Linked DNA regions of Arachis hypogaea: region 1 is linked to region 2. The links are chromatin contacts, called in public Hi-C maps. All regions are on one chromosome and are shown on one strand. The core of a region is the stretch at or near the end of the contact, and the rest is flanking DNA. Distances in the headings are between cores, read along the strand shown.

Region 1 (5,771 bases), core at 2,185-4,684, 190 kb after region 2:
ATGTTATCGCGGTTTGTGGATTAATTTAGAGATAGAAAACGATGAGAGGCATCACTCCTATTGCGGTTTACTTGGATAATATTTTACATTATCTTTGGTTTTTTACAGTATTCTCTAATCCGACATATTAATGATTAATTTAACGTGATTGAAGCTCTATTTAACGCATTGTTTGGTTTAAAGAAAATTAAGTAAAAAAAAAATGTAAGGATGGAAAATGGATGAAAAATTAACTTTTCCTCTGTTTGGATCAGGATAGAAAATTGGGAGAAAAACAATAAAATGGTACGGAGGCCATCGAAAACTTTTTTTCTCGGACATGAGATGAAAACTGATAGAAAAAAGTATAAATAATGGTAAAAATACAAATTTACCCTTCGTATAAACAATGGTAAAAATACATTGGTATATTATTATTTATATATAATATAGGGAAGAGTATTAATGTAATTTCACTTGGTTATGATTTTCCCTCTTCTTACTTTTCTTTCTACCCAAATAAAAGAAAATTTTTTTCTTATTTTCTTTCCATCTATTTTCTCTTCATCCAAACAATATAAAAAAAATCAACTTTTCCTCTCATTTTTCATCTTCCATCCAAACAAAATATAAGATTTTGCTGATGGTCAATAAATTACTGCATATACAAAATAAAATTCGAATCCTAATACTTATTTAAAAGAATTAATAAACTAACCACTAAATCCAACTTGGTTAATGTTTTACATTATTGGCTTGATGACTTATAATAAAAAAGATGTTTTGATATCGTTAATCTTAAAGTGGCATGTGAAAATTTTACCTGAGTTGGAATACTTTTTTCAGTTTAACCTCCAATCGCTTGGTTTTGACAGATCAACCGTTATCACATCTTTATTTAAATCTTCCCTACTTGAAGAGATCCATGTAATTAATATAATAAAAATAATGATCTCACTATAAGAAAGCAAGAACAAAAAATAAACTAAATCAATGAATGTTCAAAAGAGTTGCCGTAATGTTTGCATGCATAAAAACTTGTAGCAAGAACTTACAATAATTTATGGAAATAAAGAATAAGTAATGTATACTGATTTATATAAATTCTGAATGAAATAGGAAGTCTACACTTTTTATGTATATATTAGGATTAGCCAGAATACAAAATGCTTGATCCGTGGTTCTATTTGCGGTTATGCCTGCAATTTGCTCTCTTCTCCATTTCCACCTAAAACAAGGAGGTGAATCTTATTGACATAATAATTTGTGATTCAGATTTTTTGTTTATTCACAGAGAAATTGTTAGATTTTTATCATCTACAAGTATTTTAACTTTTGATTCTTGATGGTTATTAATATATATGCGAAAATATGTATTTTAATTTGAGTAATACTATATAATAAGTAAATATTATTATTTTTTGTCAGTATTTGACAATAATTTTTACTCATATTTATAAGAATTTTGCATACAAAAAGTATATAATTTGTACTTATATTTATCAGAACAATTAATATAGTTTGTACTCACATTTTTTTATAGTTTGCACACATAAATTAATGAAATTTATTTGTTAAAGATAATTTAGTGTTTATACTGGTTAAATGATTGCCAAAAATACTAAAAGTGATTGATTTTCAAGAATTTCACTTTTAATTTTTTTTATAATTTTATATTTTTATTTAATTATTATCGAATTAATTGAATGAATCCGTAATCTATCGATTGAATTAGTGATCGGTGTTCAGTCGTATGATCTGTTCATTATCGGTTCGGTATTGATAAGTATGGGCCACAACCCAATCTCTATTCACTTACCTGTCGATAGACGAGAACGACAGCCCGTTTTTTGTCCTGCATCATCCCACCTCTTCAATGTGGCTGGTGCTATCTATTCTCTCTCTACGGTCTACGTAGCTATATAATGTCGGCAAGGCTGCAAACTGCTATACATCTAAATTTTTTTGGCAATCAAATCCAACTAAGTTAGCCAAAACCCAACAAAAATCAATTTCATTAGTGGAGAGTGAATACACGCTCTAACTACGTAAACATTCTCGCATTTCTCTCCTCCTCCTCCTCCTCCTCCTTCTTCTACTTCTTTGCGTTTCTCCTCCTCCTTTTTTGCATTCATCTTCCTTCTTCTTCGTGTTTCTCCTCCTACTTCTTTGCGTTCTTTCTTCTTGGTTTTATTTCTCTCAAGAGAGTAAATCAAGAAAAATTTTGAGAAAATGAAATAAGAAGGATAAGCTGAAGAAAAAAAGATGAAAAAGAAGAAAATGAAGCGGAAGATGAGGATGAGAAATTCAAGCCAAACGAAACCAAATAAACCTAAATTAAACTAAGAAATGAACCGAAATTTTTTAAGGAATAAAAAATTTGGTCAATACTTAATAGCAGCATCAAGTGAACCTCAGTTAATTCATAAATTAACCGAAATTAGTTCATATTTGAAAAAAAACTAACTAAACAACCACACATGAACAAGTTCAGCAAATTCAAGCGAAACAAAACCAAATGAACCTAAATTAAATTAAGAAATGAACCGACATTTCTTAAGGAATAAAAAATTTAATCAATACTTAACAGCAGCATCAAGCGAACCTCAGGTAATTCACAAATGAACCAAAATTAGTTTAGATTTGAACAAAAACTAACTAAACAACCACACATGAACAAGTTCAACAAATTCAAGTGAGACGAAACTAAATGAACCTAAGTTAAACCAAGAAATGAACCGAAATTTCTTAAGGAATAAAAAATTTGGTCAATACTTATCAGCAGTATCAAGTGAACCTCAATTAACACACAAATGAATCGAAATTAGTTTAGCTTTGAACAAGCAATCAAAAGACTCAATCATCGACAAAAACACATCCAATTCATTTCTGGATCCAAATGAACCTCAAATAAACTAAAAAATGAACCGAAATTATTTAATAATGAGACTAGAGAAAATCAGAACCAATAAAGATGTTAGCAAAATGTTGGTGTTGTTAGTGATGACGATAATAAAAGAGAAAGATAACAAAAATGGAAAAGAAGAATAAGCAACATCGGGAAGAAGAAAAACCTGCATGCGCGAAGCGACGACAATGAATATGCGCGCGTGAATTTAAAATAGAAGCGACGACAGTGAGCGCGCGTGAATTTAAAATATTTGGTTGGACTTGGTTAGAGTTATGACTTTGAGGTAGAAATTTATTCTTATTGAATATTATTGACTAATTTGTTAAGAATATGGATGAGTTCAATTTTAAAATTTCTATTGATAGGTTAGTTCAGGTTATGAAAACCGGGAGGACAAGAATTACGGTTCGATTAGAAATTATAATCGCCGAATTTAGAAACCATTTTTGAACAGTCGAACCGGCTGAAAATTGGTCGGTCGAACCGAACCGCAGTACGACCAGTTTTCACCTTTTGAATAGAAACGACGCCGTTTCGTTCTTAAAAAGAAAAAAAAGGAAGGAGAAACGGTAACCCACTAACCCTAGCCTCCTCTTCGCATTCAGCCACTTTCAGCAGCATTTCCTTCCTCTCGAGCTCCTGAGTCCTTCCTCACTCCCTCAGAATCGCATCACTTGCTCCGTCCACCCACTAACCTCCATAGTTCCATCCAAGTCTTCCTTGAAAACCCTAGCCTCCATAGCGCCACCGCTCGTCTCACCGTCGCCGCTTGGTTCGTGGTGGTCGTTTGCCAATCCTCCTGGTTCGTCGTGCTCGAAGGCCCTCCTCGCGTCGCCAGCGTCTCCAGGTCCTGTTCCGCAGCTCTTCGCTCGTCGTCTGTTCGTCGGGTTCGTCAGCTCGCCAGCTCCCGTCGTCTGTCGCCAGCTCGCCAGTGTTCGTTGCCAGCTTCCTGTCGTCCGTCGATCTCCGTCAAATCTCCGCTCCCTGCCCTCGCCGAAGGTAATGCCTCGGATGCACTAGAATTGTTCAGCTCTTGTTCTTGGATGATTGGCTTTGCTCACTGGTTGATAATGAATTTTAACTCTGTTACTGGCTTGTTCTTGGTTGATTGGCTTTGTTCACTGCTTGATAATGAATTTTAAGTCAATTACTGGCTTGTTCTTGGTTGATTAACTCTGTCACTGGCTTACTGCTTGATGATTAATTGATACTCTCATTCTTGCTTGTTCATAGTTGATTAACTCTGTTTCTGAAATTGAAATAATGAATAAGATTACAGGGGTTTTGTGTTTTCGTTGAAATTATTGATAAAAAATGGCTTTGCTGTGCTGCTGCTGCTGTTTTTGAATTTGTGGCTCTGTTGTTTTTGAATTTTTGCTGATGATTTATTGATTTCATGGTTTTTGTTGATTATTTGTGGCTGTTTTTGAATTTTTGTTGATGATTTATTTGATTTCTGGTTCTGTTGTGCGGCCGGTGTTTTTGATTGTGTTAATGAGAGCTGCTGTTTTTTACTGTGATGTTGATTTATTGATTTCAATTACAGATGATTATTTGTTGAATGATTATTTGATATTTGGCTCTGCTGTGCTGCTGCTGCTCTGATTTAATAATAAAATATTGTGTATTATATATATATATATGCTTTCCTCTCCAGTTCGAGTTGTCATATCTATTTGACAATGAGAAACCCAGCTTTACCACCCCTAGTTATATTAATGTATTCAATACACTTGTAACTTGAGTTCTCTGACAAATCACAAATAACAAGCAAAAAGAAATGACTGCCATAATGAAAAGAAACAAAGATGATAGGAAAACTGCGTAAATGCAATAATGCATGCATATATTAGAGGGTATGAAACTGTATTTATGATGTTTTTTTAGCCTCTAATATCATTCTTTAGTATTGAAGTCAGTGATCTTTTGGAATACACTTGATGTAAAGTTTGATAACAAATTTGTAAATTATTAATTTGGAAGATAACATTTCATGTAGTATTTTAAATTTGGAAGATATTTTAAGATTTATATTTAGACTATAATTCTATTTTAGGATGTTTATTTATAATTTATTTATTATTTTATTCTAAAACGATTTTCTGGTTGAACCAAGGTTGGACCGATTAGACTAGTGAACCAGTGACTAGAGCGGTTCGATAACTGGTCCGGTTCTCAGAACCTTGGATTTTTGCCTCTCTTTATGAGGTGAAAACACAGCTTCTAATTAAGTTTGATTAAATTCAGTTGGAGCTCTTTAATCTTTGTGATATCCAAGGTTCTGAAAACCTAACCAGTCATCAAACCGTTCTAGTTATTGGTTCACTAGTTTATTGCTTCAATTAGTTCAACCGATGGTTCAACCGAAATAACTGTTTTATAATAAAATAATAAATAAAATATAAATAAACACATTAAAACATAATTGTAATCTAATATAAATTTTAAAATATCATCCAAAATAAAAGTATTAGATCAACCACAATGTTATAATATCATTCAAATATAAACTCAAAAGTCAAATAACCAAAAAAAAAAAAAAACAACCAAATATAAAATACCAAAAGTAATGGTTGTTTTCTTGCTTTTTCTTTTGTTCATTTGTTGTTCAGATTCAGAGACGTTCCTTCCCTCCTTTGCTTGGTTAGATCAGTATGATTTAATTTATTCATTGAAGATCTTGCTTAGTTTTTTTTGGTGCAGCAAAATCACTTAGTTGGGCATTTGGTTAAATTGGGGATAATTGCACAGAACCATATATGCTTTGAAAGGATGACTGGATGGAGGTTGCAGTTTTTATTTTAGCTGGTTGTTTTAATTAGTAGGTTGCAGTTCCAGTTCTTGTTTCAATTGTGGATTAACTTGTTTTTGTTAACTTGTT
Region 2 (5,656 bases), core at 340-2,839:
CAATGTCCTATTTCTCTGTAAACAAAGGTAACCCTATAAATCTTGAAATAGCAAGTAGCCTACAACGTGTCAAAATTATTGGCTTGTTTGTTAATGATATTGTCCGCATTTTTTGAGAAGGTTGTTCACACAATGTGTAACCTCATTTAGCCAACAAATTTGGTGCACAATTTTTCAGCTGAATATTTCTTTTTAAGAAAATCCTTCAAAAGTATGATTTCTTTCTTTAACATGCTTTTTTATACTTTTTTAATTAAACATATATTTATAAACATCTAACCTCAATCGGTAACTTCATATATATTGACTTTGATATTCAAACTGATTGATGTGCAACTTTGAAAATTAAGAATGAGTTTCAATGAAGCCAATAAAGAAATAAATCAGTTTGAGTTAGTTACCTGACTTATTTTTTGTTCGACGTTATGTTCTATTCTTCTTTAATTTGGTGCTGTTGTTGTACCAAATAATAATTATATCAAGTATTAGTAGTCATCATGATTTGCCATATAATCATATGCTACCAGAAGTCCAATTGCGCCTTGTACTTTTACATTTCCAGGCTGGCCATTAAAAAAAATTATTTCGTTTTTGGACATTAATTAATTAATTAATAATTTAACCTCCATATATTAATAGTTAATGATATAGTATAAAATACCAAAAAGTGGTTACAAGGATTCTCTTTTGCATGCTCATTTTTGCTGTTGTATGGTTGGAAAGTCGTCTTCTCAATCCTAACTTCCCCTTGTTCCTTTTGTTTGTTAAGTTCTTTATATTAAGCACTATACTCTAAAAAGATATCCCACCAAACTATAGCAGCCTATCTCATTCTCAACGCACTGTCTCTTACCACATGCTTATTATTATTATTATTATTATTATTATTATTATTATTATTATTATTATTATTATTCCTAGCGTATAAGCTGAAAATTTTTTTCGTTTCTAACCCTTTTTTGTATATAAAATCATTCCTCAAGTTTAATTGGGTTTTAAAATCGTTCTTACCTTAAGGACCAAAATCGTACGAAAGTAGCGGCGGAAGCGAAGACAGAGGTGGATCATGAACAGTTTCTTTTTCTTCTTCTCTTTCTCTTTGTACAGGAGCGAAAATACTCTCTTTCTCTTATTTTTTTTCTTTTGTAATTATTTTTGTTATAGGTAATTTGGTCCAAAATTTTAATATTTAAGTAAAAATGATTATTTTAAAACTTAATTTTAAATTTTAAGGACGATTTTGTTTGCAAAAAAAAATTAAAGACAAAAAATTTTTAACTTATATCTTAAAGACCAAAATTATACCTAACTCTTATTATTGTTGTTGTTACACCCGCAGCACCCAAATTGAGCCTAAAAATATATATCTAATCTAATTAGTAATTAAGGACTCTAACTGTAATTTTTGTATTTCTTAGACCTCGAATTGACTTGATCATTAGAGTTCTTGTAAATATATTTTTATTTGGCTTTAAAGCAATAGTTGACTAGTAACTATGTATCCAATTATTATTATTATATAGAAAAAAGATTAATATTATTGTACATTATTGTGCATGATGATATATGCATAAAAGGATTATTATCCTATGTTAAATTAGTTGAACATAAGATGGAAACCATTTATATATATAGGCCCCCCCAATGTTCTGAAGAACCAAACATATCCCCCTCTTTCTCCTCTTTCTTCTTCATTTCTTTAGCTATATTATCTTTATTATTGAATTGAATTGAAGAGAAGGAAGATAGATATGGATTGTTGTGTATGCACAAGCATGCCATTGATATTAAGGCCACCGAGGAACTCAATATGTGGGGCTTGTTATGAAGGAGCAAGGACCATAATCAACATGATCAACAATCTCGAAACTGAGAAAACAAAACAAAACACTAATCCCAATAACAATAATAATGGCTCTCTGGCTTCAAGGCGAAATTCCAGTAAGGCAAGCTCTAATTAATTTACTTCATATTATTTTATATATAATTTCATTACTTGTAATTAATTACTCATTTAATTTGTTTTTGTTGCACAGACATTGGATGATTGTATTAGATGGTGGTCAGAGCAGATAGATATTTTGAATCAACAAAAGGAGGATTTGGGTTTTCTTAGAGGCATTGTTGCTGCCTTCAAAGAACAAATTCACACCGATATACTTGTTAGCCCAGGTGGCCATGGTCTTCCAATACCTGCACATAAGTCTGTATTGGTCAGTTCGCTTCTCTCTGTTTTCTTTTCCCTGTTTAATGCCACCATTCATGCTTTCCTTCTTGCTCAAGTTACTTCTTAAGTATTAACATCATTTTCTTTATTAGAAATTTGTAAGTTTTATAAAAGATTGATCACACACTCCTTTCAAAACAATAAAAAAAAAAAGTGTAATTGTCATTTTTTAATATAGAAGAACAATTTTACCTTATAAAAGATTTAATTGAAGATTTACTTTATAGTTTGACATTAAAAGAAATTCTAGAGACCTAACATTTTTTAGTGAGATGTTAATTAACACGCCAAATTTTTTATAATTTATGAATTTCTGAATATATATGAATTTCAGCATCATTTGAATCTACATTACACAAAATCTGCATATAGATTAACAAAAAATATATGAAGAAAATATAAGAATTCAAAATTTTTATAGCCAACTTTCAAATATTGATTTAAATGTTAATATGAATTAAAAATAAAATTTCAAAAAGACACTTGGGTGATATTAATCGATAAATAGTTAATTCTAGTAAAAATATATACATATTGACCGAAAAATTATTATCCAACTAACTAATAACGAAGCTCGCTCTTAAATATTAGTAATAACAAACTTTGTTATGTGGAATTGTAATGATATAGGCAACAAGATCAGAAATCTTTAAGAACATGCTTGAGTGTGATGAATGCAAAGCAGCACCCAATAACCAAACCATAACCATACCAGACCTGAACCATGAAGAGCTATCATCTCTACTAGAGTTCCTCTACAGCGGCACACTACCTGAAGAAACAATCGCAAAGGATGTCTACGCCTTATCGCGCGCCGCCGATAAGTACGCCATCCCACATTTGTTAAGGCACTGCGAGAGGTATTTGCTGAGTTCACTCCACACTTCCAATGCACTCGAGACGCTTGAGATCGCCGACGTGTGTTCCAGTCACAATTTGAAGGAGACAACGTTGGTTTTCTTAGTTAAGAACATTGAGCATGTTGTGTCATCGCCTAGGTTTGAAGCTTTTGTCCATAGGAATCCACATTTAACTGTGCAATTGGTTTCAAGGGCTTTTGCAAATGGCTCCAAATAATTATGTTTGCTCTTCATTTACGTTAACTAAAGTGTTTATTAATTTGCCTTTTCTCTTTAATTTCTAGTAATAAAGTAGCTATTCAATTGTATATATACTTTTACAAATAATAGAGTTAAAAGCTGGCATTTTTTCCAAAATAAAATAAAAAAATTTTAACTCCAAAAAAAAAAAAATTAAGACATTTTATTTCACGTTTTTCATGAAGTTCATCAAAAGGAGTAGGGATAAGTATGATTTTGGTTCCGAACGTAGAGACCAAAAATCGATTTCGTCTCCGGCCTTTTTTTCGCTAAAAAAATGGTTCCTAAGGTTTCAGTTTGTTTTAAAATTATCCATTTTACCAATTTTATTTTTTTATTACTAAACTACCCCTCATTAAAAAGATTATAAAATAAAATAAATATAAAAAAATAAAAAAGAAAGCAAAGAAAGGGATACAGAGAAAGAAAGAAAGAAAGAAAGAAGGGGAGGGGGGGAGGGTTGGGGCGCGAGATTGGGGGGAGGGGGGAGGGAAGGGAAGGCGCACTGTCGCACCGCCATACCGCCGCACCACCGCACCACCGCACCGTCGCACCGCCGCCCTGCCGCCTGTGATCCGCCACTGCTCCTCCTCCTCACCCTCACTGGCCGCCGCTTCTTCTTCTTCTTCTTCTTCTTCTTCTTCTTCTCCGCACCGCCATATCGCCGCACCACCGCACCGTCGCACCGCCGCCCTGCTGCCTGTGATCCGCCACTGCTCCTCCTCCTCACCCTCACCGGGCGCTTCTTCTTTGACACTGCTCTTCCTCCTCGCTCTCACCGCTCGCCGCTTCTTCTTCTTCTCTTGTGAACTGGATTTTTTGTAGAATTTTTGAAATTTTTCTTAAATATTGTTGTTACTGAATTTGTTGATTATTGTTCAAAGTGTATGTTGCTTGAATTTTTTTAAAAGAAGATGAAGAAGCAGAGCAAGAATAAAAGAGAAAGAATTTTAGTTTTGAATTTTGTTGATGGTTCTGAGTTTTGATTGGTCTGATTTTTTTAGTTCCGATTTTCTGAGGTGGGGGTGGTGGAGGGTTCTGGTGTTGATGATGATGGTGGGGGTGGTGGTGGTTCTGTTTTGAGTTTTGTTGTTCTTCTCATGATGATGATGATGATGATGATGATGATGATGATGACCATGATGATAATGGTGGTGGTGGTGGTGGGTTCTTGTTCAACTTGGGCTTCTTGGTTGATTTTGGAGAAAGTTCTGATGATGATGATGACCATGATGATACTGGTGGTGGTGGTGGCTTCTGTTCTGGTGGTGGTGATGGTGGTTGATTTTTGGTTGATTTTGGGGTGAAGGGAGAATGGTATTTTTGTCTAAAGGACGATTTTAAAATAAACTGAAACCTTAGGTATCATTTTGGAGCGAAAAAAAGGTTGGGGACGAAATCGATTTTTGACCTCTACGTTAGGGACCAAAATCATACTTATCCCAAAGGAGAACAACGAACCTTGTGAGAATAAAATAAAAATAGTCTATTTTACTTACAACACTGTCTGTTTCACAACCAACCCTACTTGCTACGGATTGATTGGACTTGTCAACCCGCTTAAGTTGAATTCGAGCAAATTGAATATTTAGAGCAACTCCAACGGTAATTAAAATTGGAGCTCCATTTAATTTACTGTGTGAATGGAAGACTTTAGCATTTGGAGTGAAAGAGAAAAGAGTTCTTTCACATCTTTTAAAGTTGTAGAAACCTACTAAGAGAGACTTATTCTCTTTGAATAAAAACCAATAATATTTAGACATGTATTAACTTTATATATATATATATATATATATATATATATATATATATATATATTACAATTTACATATATAATTAATTATTATAATTATTAATAAATTAAACATGATTTAATTATTTAAATAATTATATTAAATAATTAAATCATATTTAGTTTATTAATAATTATAATAATTAATTACATTAAATAGTTATATCTTTATTTAACTAATAATTTATATTAATTATTTAAATAATAATTGTTCCGATCCAACCCATTTATAAGTCAGATTCAAGTTTTCAAGAACTGGCCCGACGGGTTCTCCAACTCGCCAACCCCTTTTTTTTTTCTTTTATCTCGCCAAAGCACCTGGACAGCTGGAAAGAAAGTTTTTAGAAAAGAGGATTTGCTCATGTGGGACCATTCGAGTACAGACTATATAAGGGGAGGGCTCTACCCCTCCCCACAGGTACGTCACCTACTCTAACCCTAATAACCGCCTCTTGTACGAACACTAACTTGAGCGTTGGAGTCCTTGCAGGTGGCTCCCCACATTCCACGCCTCGCCAGCTCGAAGGACCTTTATAC

Evidence for each region. A called contact is a pair of places that touch in the nucleus more often than the background predicts.
Region 1: a contact with region 2 is called in a Hi-C map of leaf, with 2.8 times the contacts expected there. The contact joins the promoter of LOC112782840 here to the promoter of LOC112785154 in region 2. A contact is called at or near these places in 2 of 8 Hi-C or Micro-C datasets (both in leaf).

The regions. Positions count from the first base shown.
Region 1 is chr20:25,180,188-25,185,958 of arahy.Tifrunner.gnm2.J5K5, forward strand. LOC112782840 (carbamoyl phosphate synthase small chain, chloroplastic) reads left to right here and starts at 3,435. Exons shown (of 11, transcript XM_025825466.3): 1 at 3,435-3,889.
Region 2 is chr20:24,990,388-24,996,043 of arahy.Tifrunner.gnm2.J5K5, forward strand. LOC112785154 (BTB/POZ domain-containing protein At3g56230) reads left to right here and starts at 1,590. Exons shown (of 3, transcript XM_025828597.3): 1 at 1,590-1,941; 2 at 2,037-2,213; 3 at 2,858-3,346. The coding sequence starts at 1,912. The coding sequence ends at 3,304.